Regions from separate parts of the Sus scrofa genome. Here all the other regions are linked to region 2. The links are chromatin contacts, called in public Hi-C and promoter capture Hi-C maps. All regions are on one chromosome and are shown on one strand. Each heading gives the region's core, a stretch centred on a gene start, on an enhancer-like site or on the middle of the called end of the contact. The rest is flanking DNA. Distances are from core to core; before and after follow the strand shown. Region 1 has its middle 570 kb from the start of MARCKS. Region 2 holds the start of MARCKS (myristoylated alanine-rich C-kinase substrate). Region 3 has its middle 600 kb from the start of MARCKS. Region 4 has its middle 680 kb from the start of MARCKS.

Region 1 (3,010 bases), core at 491-2,990, 570 kb after region 2:
CCTGACTGCTTTGTATGTGGATAGTTTCCACTTGAAAACACAAATGTTAATATTTCCAGAGCGTCAGCAGCAACATGGCTGTTATATCACCAAAAGCCCAAAATGAAAATTCTATTACAGATGGGTAGATCTCCATGAGATAGAACATACTGATTAGTGACAGACTGAAATGTTTGTTTCCTTTTGCTTTTGTCTTTGTGATACTAAGACTGGCCACCTTGTCAAATACCTGGCCACCCATACCAGTCTGTGGTTTGGGTTTTAAGTCAACTTACTTAATTCTTTTCCTCCTGTTTTCTAAGATGGCTTTGGCAAATGGAGACTGAAGTCTTTGCCTTATGAGCCTCCCATATTTCATGAAATCTGACAGCACAGGCATTTGTAGTCACCCTTCCCATGGGGTATTCTTTCTTCTAGAACAAGGACCCCAAAAAGTTTGCTTCAAATTCTCATTGTCATCTTTTCTTACTTTCTTAGCAGAGGCTGGCAATACAGACAGAGATAATCACAAGGATACCATTTCTCCTCTAAACAAATTCAATCATAAAGGAGAGAGCCTCATTTTAAACATAAATTCTATTTTTTTTCTGTTTTTATTTCTTAAGCTTTTTCTTTCCCATCTTAAAAAAAATGTGAATAGATATCAATAAGACTGAATTTCAGTGAAAAGCTGTTACTGTAGAATGCCAGCCAGATGACCAAGCTTCAGATGGTTCTTAGGAAACCTTTAGCTAGATGTTGTGGTAACAAGCTCCTTAGGGAGCATCCTCAATTAGAGGTAAGTTCTGTTACTCTGCTTAAGTCCTGCATTGTTTCTGCCCATCTACATGCAGAACTTTCTGCTCCCTGGAGCCTTGGACTTTATTTTTATCTATTCTACAATATGGTATTATGGAAAACTCATTATTATTTTTTTTCATAGGCTTGCACTGTTAGTAATTACTTTACTGGTTTTATAGATAAATAGGCAGGAACACAATTCTCCTTTTAGATAAAAATTACTTTTTCACATTCTAAAATCACCAGAGAGATTGGTTTTTATTATTTGTGTTTTGGTATTTGATTGTAGTCTGACAGCCCAGGATTCATGAAAACAAAACAAATCACTGTCTTCATTGATAGGAATTTGAAAGGGAAATTTCACATTTATGTTACATTTTTGCAGAAGCAAATAAGCTGGTAAACAAAAAGTCATATAATAAGCTTAATAAACCTTCATATTGATGCAAAGTCAACCTTGGTCATTTGGCGATCGGATAAACATTCAACTCACAAAACAGCATTTTGGCTGCAATCAATGCTTATGAAAACCACGTGCAGTTTGTACAAATCCCACTGGATTTGGCAACCCTGGGAGTCAGCTGTGATTCCTGAGCATAATAAATGCATTGGTTTGAATTCTCCTGACTGTTGCATGCGGGGTTTGTCTGGAGCTCATTCAGATTCAAGATACACTTTAAGATAGAATTAAGAAGGGAACTGAAGGAAAGAAGAAACTCTGCCATTTGAAATGCGTTCTTTGGCATACAGCCCTATTAGGTGATTGCTACACTGGACATAGGTCATTTTCAGAAATGAAAATAACATTGCTTGCCTTGGTTCAGATTTCAGAAACTACTACATTCTTATCAGACTCGGCTTCGGCAGCGGATGAAATCTCAGTCCCTCATGGAAAGGGAATCATCTGGCCTCTTATTTCTAAAATAGACTAGAGATTACTCATTTACTTCTCTGCAATTAGAGCCATCTGATCCTTTGAGATTGTGGAAGGGTGAGATCATGACATGACTGTAACCTAAATCCATATTGAAGAGCCCCATATTTTAAAATCCCTCATGTTCACACGCCAAAGGGTTGCTTATGAGCTGATGCACGTCACTGATAATCATCAAGTATGGTTCTCAACTGGGTGTCTGAACAAAGAGTGAAAATAGGAACTAATATTCTATTCTGAACTCCTAGGTTTTGAATATGAGTATTAAAACCCAACTAAAGTCCTTAGTGATCTTTTCAACAGAACATATGCAGCTTCAGTGGAGCACCCCCTACAGAGGCCTTTCTAGTCAGATGAAAAGGTCTTTCTGTTTTACAGAGGAGACTTTGGAAAAGTCAGGGGAGTCAAGCTGCTTTTCCCTCTTTTTTTTTTTTTTTTTTTCCTCCCAGGCCACCTTCTCCCCTCTTTTGCTTTTCGACAGCAAAGCCCTGGGCTGGTAAGGTGGAGGTTGATGAAAATATGCACAAGAGCCAGAACTGCCACTGTTAAATTTGAATACTTATCTTCTAAAAGAGGTCCAACAAGTAATCCTAGACCTATCCCTTATTTTCTTTTTAATTTACTGTATTGATAAGTAAAAAACACTGGATTAGGATTTAGGAGACTGAGGTTTAATATAGTCTCTGCTGTATACCCCATACTAAGCTTTCTAACTAACCTGAACTTTAGATTCTTCTGAAATTGGAGATGCCTGTTAGCCGCATGTGAAGAAATTAGGTGAATCAGTATGAGCTTGTTACCTTGTGAATTGTAACATTCTATATAAATGCATTTCCTTATTATTGTCTGTATCTAATCAATAGACCAGCGAGCATGTCATCATATGATTCAGGAATATTAAACTTCTTTGGTGCTTTTATTCTCTACTTCCTAAAATGTGTACAGTAACTCTTCCCTTTTCCATTTCAATTTTATCCATTTAAGAGATTTCTTTTCTCAAATGCTCTACCCTATAAAGATCATATAACTTTTTTAACATTTTTTAATTGCTCAATGAATTTTATTACATTTGCAGTTGCACAACGATCACCACAACCCAATTTAATAACATTTCCATCCCAAATCCTCAGTGCATCCCCCCACCCCCTCATCGGTTTTATTTGGAAACCATATGTTTTTCAAGGTCTGTGAGCGAGTATCTATTCTGCAAAGAAGTTCACTGTGTCTTTTTTGTCTAGATTCCACATGTAAATGATAGCATATGATCTTGGTGTCTCATTGTCTGACTGACTTCAC
Region 2 (2,755 bases), core at 150-2,649:
GTGCGTGCCCGGTGTTTGTGAAGCAACCACCCTTGGCCGACCTCTCGCGCCCACCCAACCGTGGCCATCCGCCTAGGTTTGGGCAGCGCCGGGGCAGCCCCTGCAGTGGTCCAGGCGCCACGCACACCAATAGCCCTGACTGAAACACACGAATTGCCTCTTGTTGACCATCTGGACAGGTTCTTCAAGGACCCAGTCTTCCCATCCACTTAAAAGTCAGATGTGTGTGTAATTAGACAGCTACGAACAGGGATTTAGAACAGTAGGAAAGCCCATCAAAAGGTAGTGAAACCCTTCTGTTCACCTCCAGCCAGCCAACCGGCCAGTCACCTTTCCAAGAACCCAGGGCACGCCGCCTCGGCATACAATGAGACAGCCCTTCCCTCCTAGGCTTTCTCCACCGCCATCCCTATTGCGCCCCCCCACTTCCCTACCCACTTACACAACCACACCAGTTCAGATATCCTGAAGGCGACTCAGTCTCGACAACAAACACGAGACACCCAAACACCTTTGTGCCCACCCAACAGAAATGCAACCTGCCTGGGGGTGGGGGTGTGGGGTAGCACCTAGCTAGTCACGTTCTGCCAAGCTCCAAACACGCCATTTTAGACAATTTATCACTTCTTTCCTCCCGTCTACACGAGAATTCGCCAGGATTTTCTGGGAACCACCACTTTGGGGCAGGGGGAGACACCACCTATGAGAAATTTACAATTTAGGCTATCGCTTTCCATTCAACTTTCATATTGGAATCTGGCTCTCTCCTTTCCGCCTAATGCGCCTCAGGCACGACCAGGAAGGAAGGGGAAGCGTAGGGACTAGAGAAAGATACCAAAGAAATGACCAGAACCACAGGTAGAAATTACCTGCCCATTCGCTTTGGAAGGCGACGAGGCCACAGCCGCCTCCCCGGGCCTCTCCCCAGCGGCTTCTCCCTTCGAAGCGGTCTTGGAGAACTGGGCACCCATGCTGGCTTCTTCAACAAAGAAACTCAACAGATCCAAGGGGGGAACAAAGAGCTTCGGGTTGGTGTAACGACGGGGCGAGCAGCAGCAGCGGCAGCAGCGGCGGCGGCAGCGGCAGCAGCAGCACACACACACCGGAGGGAGGGGGGAGTGGGGGTGGTGAAGAGGACAGAACAGAGTCGATTAAATACACTCCGGATAAAAAAATTTTAGTCGAAGAGATCAAAAAGCAGCAGCGCAGGAGGGAGGGAAAAAGGGTGGAAAAGTCGAGCACAAAAAAAGGAGCCCAAGTGTAGTTTAAAAAAAAAAGAAGTAATAAAAAAAATCCCAGATTTGTAGCCGCACTGTAGACAAGAGGAAAATGGAGAAATCTCCCTGGTTGCTAATAAGATGCGGAGTCCAACGCCCAAGTGCACAGATGAATGGGCTCACGGGCGCTGACGCGGCCCCCGCGCACGCCGGCCAATCCGCGCGTTGCACACAAAGCAGGGGGCGGGGCCTGCGCTCGCCTCGAACAATGGAGCCGCGCTTTGCAAACGGTTTGAAAATCAGCCTCATACCGAGAATTAATGTCCTCCAAATAAATAAATCAATTAAAAAATACATGCCTCTCGCCTCCCTCGGCTTAAAAATAATAATGCATTACTTGATTGGTTTGCTTTGTTTGTAATTAATTAACGCGGGAGGGGGAGTACTTGTGGATGGGGGCGGAGAAAACGTTAACTTGACTTGCTTTGACTCTCCTCTGTCTGTATCTGCGTCTGTCTCCTTCCACCCTCTCCCCTCCCCCATCTTTCCGTGTGTTTATGTGTATGTGTGTCTATGCGAGTTTTTAAGACAATGGTTGGGGTTTGTGTGCAGCATGTTTTCTTTCTCTGTGTTCCATATTGACTTCACAGATACTCAACAGCATTTTTTTTTTAACGGTTGCAAATGCGAAATCGCCCGAAATTGAAAGGTATTTAAACCAAGAAGATCGAATTTCATCAAACGAGATCGCGAGTTAGAATTAGGTCTGTAGGCCAGATGTGGAAAATGCAAAAGCAGCAAGCAGCCGAAGCCACACTCCCTTCCCTATCCCACATTGGCATGAAATAAAATATTTCAAGATTGGCCTACGGCGCTCATCAACCTTCTCCCCCGCCCCAATCCAATTAATGATTCCCCCCTCCCCCCAACAAAATTAAGTGAGGGCCATGTACAAAAGATCGAAAAGGTTTACATTTTATCGCTGTGTGAAATGACAATTTTCTCTAGGGTGAAATGAGATCCTACAGCATAGAGTGTACGAATCTATATTTACAGTTAAGAGGCAATTCGCGTCGATATGAATTTTTTTCAGCCTACTGCCAGGATGGGATGGACTCTTTTTTTTCTGAACGTGCGTAAGTGTGCATGCAAGCCAGTGGGCTCCTGGAAGGCAGGGAGACAGCAGTGATGAAACTCTGAACAACCGGATTGACTATTACAGTTCTAAGGAGAAATTACACATTGAGAGATAGCAAGAAGAACCCTGAACGCTTCAAGCCTAACTTGAGTTAGAAAGGAAGCTTCTATTAAGGAACCCAGGGTACCTCCATCTGTAACCCTTGCCACCGAAGTATCAGAAGCTGTTTGTGCGTGAAAGACAGAGCACTGATTTAAAGAATAGAAGGTGAGAGGGTGGGGCTAAAAATCAAGGATACACACTTATAAGCATTCTCCTATCACCTACATTTCTGCTCCCAAAGTTTTCACTTGTGTCCAAATCAGGCTACCTTTAGTGATCCTGAAATGAATTATCTTCT
Region 3 (2,913 bases), core at 391-2,890, 600 kb after region 2:
TCTATAGACAGTCTGCTAATAGAAGCCAACTCCTAGGGTGATACCAATGTAAACCTGGGGAATATCCTGAGGTAACCACATATTTTGACACAAAATTTAAAAATTCAAATTCAATTCAATTGCAATTGTTTAAAAGTAGGCTATTTGTAATTGAAATTTGCTTTTGGTTTTTCCTCTTGGTTTATATGGAGACTCAGCTGGTGCATAACTCTGTATTGATGAGTATTTTAACTGTAAAGTCTCTGAGAGGTGGCAGAGAGGACTCATCACATGCATCGTGTAATCAGTGGTACATCTTTCAACTCAAGTGTTTATTAATTTTCTTCTAGCTCTTCTCTCAAAATCCTTCCATTGCTGTTCAAAGATGATAAAAATATAGTTTTTAAACAAAGATTGTTATTTTTATGGCAATTTTGATTGACCAGACCAAAGATTGAGGAGCAAGGGCACATTGTACCAATAAAGTGAAAGGAGGAAAAATAAAATTTGCTGAACAGCTGTGATGAGGGTAAAGCAAAATTACATGGTGGTGGTGGGGAATTGATTGCATTCCATGGTTTTGTTTGTTTGTTTGTTTGTTTTGGTTCATTTGTCCTTGTTACAGGCCAGACTTAATATATGTCTCTTTTCTGCCAAGAACTTGAATCAGTTCAAGCTGCCAGCCTTGATATACTTAAGCTAATGGCTACTCATAGCACTGTTTTCCCTTCTGAACAATGCAGTGGAAATAATGCACCTTGATAAGAGCAGCAATTAATAGTATTGTCACTTAAGAACCAACATCTCACAGAATCCTCTCCTGAGGGGAGACAGTAAGATTTAGGGACTTAGCTGGCACATAAACATTTTTTTTACACAATATCTCTTCTTGTTACCCATTTATTTTCACACATTCCATATTTCTTATGATAAAGTAAGAGGTTCCATTTTCTGGTTTGCCTTTATGTCAGAGCAAGGTCTGGTGAATGATTTAGTTATTCTGCTAACACCCTTTTTTCAGAAGCCCAATTTGAAAATGAAATTCCCATACGGAGTGATTCACCAGAATGTCTGGGTCACTGATAATATGTCTTTACTTCCAAATGACAGGTGGAAGTGATCTATGAGGAAAACATCTTGTTTTATATACTGTATCCTTTGGCAATTAGCATGCCTTTAGATTAAGAGAGATATCGTAGCCTTTTTGAGGAGCAAATTCTTCCAAAATATAGGGTTCCTAGAGCTAAGAAGCTGAAATTCTAGATTTTAATTCTGACTCTGTTACTAATTAACTGTGGTCCTAGGCAAATTATTTCCTTCTTTCACACTTAAAAAATGGAGATAATAATGAATATCTTAACTAGTGGATACAGTACAGTAGTTGGCAAAAGCATATATGTCTGTGTGTGTAAAAGCACTTTGAAAGTAATAAGAATTATAAAAATTTAAGATTTCTGAAATAACATTAATGAATACTTAGAAAAACGTGTATGTATGTACATACATATTTGTATATATGTGTACATAAGATATTTCAAGACACACATACATGGGAAGAGTGTTGTTTATTTTTTCTTTCTCCTGGCCTCTGTCCCATGCACATCAGGCTATGACTTCATTTAAGTATTTCCATCTGGAACAAAAAGTAAAGTTGAGGAAGTAATATCATGCTTCTCAATCTTCCAGACCACATCTCCCTAGAGTTCAGGTTCTGGTATGCCTGGGAATAGTTTACAACATTCTACACTTGAAACAAATTCCTTCTTCCAGCAACACAAATTCCTCTGGAAAATGCATCTAGAGCCAATATTCAGCCTGTTTAGAAAAACACCTAATGTGTGTCTCTGTTACTGGAATGGCCAACAGGAATTCAGCTCAGCTGGAACACTTATGGGAAACATATGCAAGGAAGATGCAAATTACAGAGCACTCACAGAGTAGTGAAAATCTGAAATCATTTTCTCCAAATTAGACACTGAGAAGCAGTAGAAGAAATTTAATTCAGGGGCCCTTAGGCAGAAATTTTACCTATATTGGAACTAAAGAAAATTTTTTAGCAGAAAGGATCTGCCTCCTTTGGTAGTCTCCTCTAATGAGTGAGCTTTGTTTGCTGCTTTCTGAGCAGTATTTGAGTCTATCCTGAAGGCTCTTTTTTTACCCTTGGTTGTGTCTCCTGTACTTTAAAACATTTTTGATGGAAAGTGAGACTTCTGTCATTCAGACTTCTGTACATGGTACTAGGAGTTGTTTTCGATAGTTTATGGATGGTTTAACAGCTGTCCTAAATAGACATTTTTTCCGAAGAAGATATATGGATGGCCAGTAGGCACTTGAAAAAATGCTCAGCATCACTAATTATTCGAGAAATGCAAATCAAAATTAAAAATGAGGTACTTTCTCACACCAGTCAGAATAGCCATCATTAATAAGTCTACACATAACAAATGCTGGAGAGGGTGTAGATAAAAGGGAACCCTCTTACACTGTTAATTGGAATAGAAATTAATACAACCATTATGGAAACCAGTCTGGATGTTCCTCACAAAACTAAATGTAGATCTACCAATGATCCAGCAATCCTACTCCTAGGCATACAGCCAGATAAAACTACAATTCAAAAAGATACATGCTTCCATATGTTCATAGCAGCACTGTTCACAATAGCCAAGACATGGAAGTAACCCAAATGTCGACTGACAGATGAATGGATTAAGAAGATATGATGCAAACACACAATGGGATATTACTCAGCCATTAAAAAGAAATAATGCCATTCATAGCAACATGGACGCAACTAGAGATTCTCATACTAAGTGAAGTCAGAAAGAGAAAGACTAATGCCATATGATATCACTTATATATGGAATATAAAATATGCCACAAATGAACCTATCTACAAAACAGAGACTGACTCAGAGACATGGAGAACAGACT
Region 4 (2,801 bases), core at 186-2,685, 680 kb after region 2:
TATGTCAAAAGGACATTTAAAACATACAACCTCTGAGTTGTTTCTATAGTGAAAAAGAAAGCAAAGAAAGAGTTAGGCCAAGACTTCCTCCCAAACTTAAAAGGATTATGACTATTCCATTTCTATAGGCAAACTTACTTCTTTTCTCCAAAATGTAAAATGTTTCCTTTTGTAGTCTTGAGGAGGTTGTGAAGTGATGGCAGGGTGCATACAGGAGGGTTTGTTCTCAATGAGAAGACCCTGTGGGCCTGTGCTGGATGTTCCTGCCTATGATATGGATTATGTTCCTCCTCTTTTTCTCTTTCAAGAATTCTCGATGAGTAAAAAGAATGGCAGATACAGTAGAAAAATAAATAAATAAAAGGTTGAAGAAAAAAAGGAATTGCAGAATATAACTTTCTATACAAATCTACGTTTTAAGATCATGAAACTAGAAATGCAATAGAATGTAGAAACAAATGTCTAAGTTAATGAAAATCCTGGGAAATAGAAATTTGGTTACCATTACTGCAAGGGAGCCAGCTGTTATAATTCTGGCTCAGTTGGGTCTTTAACTTGGGGGGTCCTATTTATTATTTTAGGAATGCCACATAATCAGTGATGCTCTGAGGATACCATCTAAGAAAATACCATCCAGACAAGTTCTGTTATTTCTGTCACTTCCTTTCTTACCAATTCGTCTCTAATTGTTAACAGAAACTCAATTCAAGTGTGTTCCTGATGCTAATAGCATCTACTTTTTCCTGTTTGCAACCACAAACTGAAGAATGCAAGACTAGCTTATATTTTTTAAGAAAGATTCTATTATGTTTTTATGCTCCAGGATGAACCCACAGTAGTTACTTGCTAAAGTTCCCATTTCTGATATGGTAACTTTTATCATGAATTTTAACACAGAAATCATACATTAGTTCAGAAAATGCAATGCCTGCTTCAGCTGTCAGTTTCAGAAGAGCAGAGTATGCTCTAAAATGTCTAGGAATTGTCTTTGAGTGAAACTTTGTTTGGATAATATTTTACAGTATCCAGCTTCTTTTTATTGGCAAATCCCTTGTCATTATTATTATTTCACACCAAGAGCCCATATCCTGCTACAAAGCACAGTAAGGAGTAGCGTATGTAAAAACAATTTGTACTGTGGAATTTATATCCTAAAATTCCTTCCTTTTGAGATATGTGAAATTTGAGCTCCTGTGGTTCTGAGGAGCTTGATACTGTGACAGATTTTGTGTGTGTGTGTGTGTGTGTGTGTGTGTGTGTACTGGGGAACGGGTGATGGGAAGGCAAAGAAATAGTTTGGAATGGAAAGATTCTCATGACACGTGGGCTGATGGAAATGAAGCATTAAATTCCAGAGCATTCTGAAACATCTTCCCTCAGCATTCAGGCTCCTAGAGATTACCATAATTTTTTCAGAGGAGAATTTTGTTTTCAATTTCTAACAGCCAGGATGATGCAAAAGCCCAGTGGAACTTCAGCACGTAGAGCAGGAGGAGACGTCCAGTCAGAAACCCTTCATCATATCTTGTGTTTTATTATATGCTACGTGGCATGAACCTAATACTTGTTTTTATTAAACTCTGAGTATGGTTCCCATTCAGAGGCATGTGCAGCCAAGCAGACATTTTAAATAGCTGAAGGATAAACTATGAAAAGATTTAGGGTATCTGTCTAGGCCAGCTCTGTGGAGCTATGGCTTACCTAGGAGCTGCGGCTTATATATAGTGTGTGCTTCAAGATGAACAAGGAGACTTTTCCCAGAGCTGCAGCACAAAGTGAAATGCTTCCAGGAGGTTTTAATTTCAGCAGCAGTGTAAGCAAACACCCCATCCTTTTCTGTGAAATTATAACTTCAAATTCCAAGCACCTGGGAAATTCCCAGGAGTTCAGCTGGAACAGTTATATTCCAGAACTCTGCCAGCAAGCCCTGGCAGCCAACTCTGGCCTGAGAAACCTCAGTCCTGGAAGAATCCAACTCTGCCTGTCTCCATACGTACCCACACAGTCCTGCACAGATAGGAGAAAAAAAAAACCCACAAAACTGGGGAGATTTGTGCCCCTTTAAATCTGTGGACACCCTTCTTAATGGGGCTTTTAACACTTCATAGAAATTCTAATGAGATTTTTCTGTGAGCTTGCTTTCCCACTTCTGGAATGGCAATTTAAAACATTTTCCACTCAACTCACATCTGTAATTTGCTTTCTTCTTGTTCCTAGCAGATGTCTTACTTCACAGAAAATTAAAATAGAAACCATAAAAGCAAACCTCTTCAACTTCCTGCCATCACAGCTACAAATCTACCTCAATTTGCCCCCTTTCCTTTTCCCCACTCCTCTTGTCACAAGGTAGATAATCCCCCTTCCCCCAGTTACCTCTCCTCTGGGCTTCCCAAGGGAGGCCACAGTCCTTCTCAGAAACTAGGTGTGCCCTCAGCACACCTCTTTTCCGGGTTAAGGCAGAGGCTTCCTTAAGGCACTCCACTCTCCTCCTGCTCCTCTACTCCACCCAAATTGCAACCAGAGAGAACCTGTTACCCATCCCAGGGCCATGCCACTGTCCTGCCCTAAACCTTCCACTAGGGCCTGAGTGGTGACCAACACCCACACAATTCATAGGTTGAATCCCTGAAACCTAATACCTCAGAATGTAGCTGTATTTGGAGATAAGAGTTTTTGAAGAGATTCTTAAGTCAGAATGAGGTTATTAGGTGGCCCCCCATTGAATAGCACTGACGTTCTTTTTTTTTACAGTGTTATATCAATTTCGGCTGTACAGCAAAGTGACCCAGTCATACATACAC

Evidence for each region. Promoter capture Hi-C pulls out the DNA fragments that hold promoters and counts their contacts. A called contact is a pair of places that touch in the nucleus more often than the background predicts.
Region 1: a promoter capture Hi-C map of fetal skeletal muscle shows a contact between it and region 2, with 6 times the contacts expected there. The contact joins the enhancer-like site here to the promoter of MARCKS in region 2. A contact is called at or near these places in 3 of 5 promoter capture datasets (fetal liver, fetal skeletal muscle and liver), 19 of 47 Hi-C or Micro-C datasets (alveolar macrophages, blood, embryonic fibroblasts and 9 more) and 2 of 2 datasets of contacts at active chromatin or transcription factors (alveolar macrophages and skeletal muscle).
Region 3: a Hi-C map of fetal skeletal muscle shows a contact between it and region 2, with 2.9 times the contacts expected there. The contact joins the enhancer-like site here to the promoter of MARCKS in region 2. A contact is called at or near these places in 1 of 5 promoter capture datasets (fetal skeletal muscle), 2 of 47 Hi-C or Micro-C datasets (embryonic fibroblasts and fetal skeletal muscle) and 1 of 2 datasets of contacts at active chromatin or transcription factors (skeletal muscle).
Region 4: a contact with region 2 is called in a Hi-C map of fetal skeletal muscle, with 3 times the contacts expected there. The contact joins the enhancer-like site here to the promoter of MARCKS in region 2. A contact is called at or near these places in 1 of 5 promoter capture datasets (fetal skeletal muscle), 2 of 47 Hi-C or Micro-C datasets (embryonic fibroblasts and fetal skeletal muscle) and 2 of 2 datasets of contacts at active chromatin or transcription factors (alveolar macrophages and skeletal muscle).

The regions. Positions count from the first base shown.
Region 1 is chr1:79,219,636-79,222,645 of Sscrofa11.1, reverse strand. No RefSeq gene overlaps it. Among named protein-coding and RNA genes, the nearest start is that of MARCKS, 570 kb to the left of the region's middle. Within about 2 kb of position 1,740, at least 3 of the 83 cell types and tissues checked have an H3K27ac peak or open chromatin away from gene starts, as enhancers often do. A contact at or near this core is called in fetal skeletal muscle and skeletal muscle, where this site is marked.
Region 2 is chr1:79,788,440-79,791,194 of Sscrofa11.1, reverse strand. It overlaps MARCKS (myristoylated alanine-rich C-kinase substrate), which reads right to left and starts at 1,399. Exons shown (of 2, transcript XM_021091501.1): 1 at 870-1,399. The coding sequence starts at 971.
Region 3 is chr1:79,192,983-79,195,895 of Sscrofa11.1, reverse strand. No RefSeq gene overlaps it. Among named protein-coding and RNA genes, the nearest start is that of MARCKS, 600 kb to the left of the region's middle. Within about 2 kb of position 1,640, at least 2 of the 83 cell types and tissues checked have an H3K27ac peak or open chromatin away from gene starts, as enhancers often do. A contact at or near this core is called in fetal skeletal muscle, where this site is marked.
Region 4 is chr1:79,108,460-79,111,260 of Sscrofa11.1, reverse strand. No RefSeq gene overlaps it. Among named protein-coding and RNA genes, the nearest start is that of MARCKS, 680 kb to the left of the region's middle. Within about 2 kb of position 1,435, at least 11 of the 83 cell types and tissues checked have an H3K27ac peak or open chromatin away from gene starts, as enhancers often do. A contact at or near this core is called in fetal skeletal muscle and skeletal muscle, where this site is marked.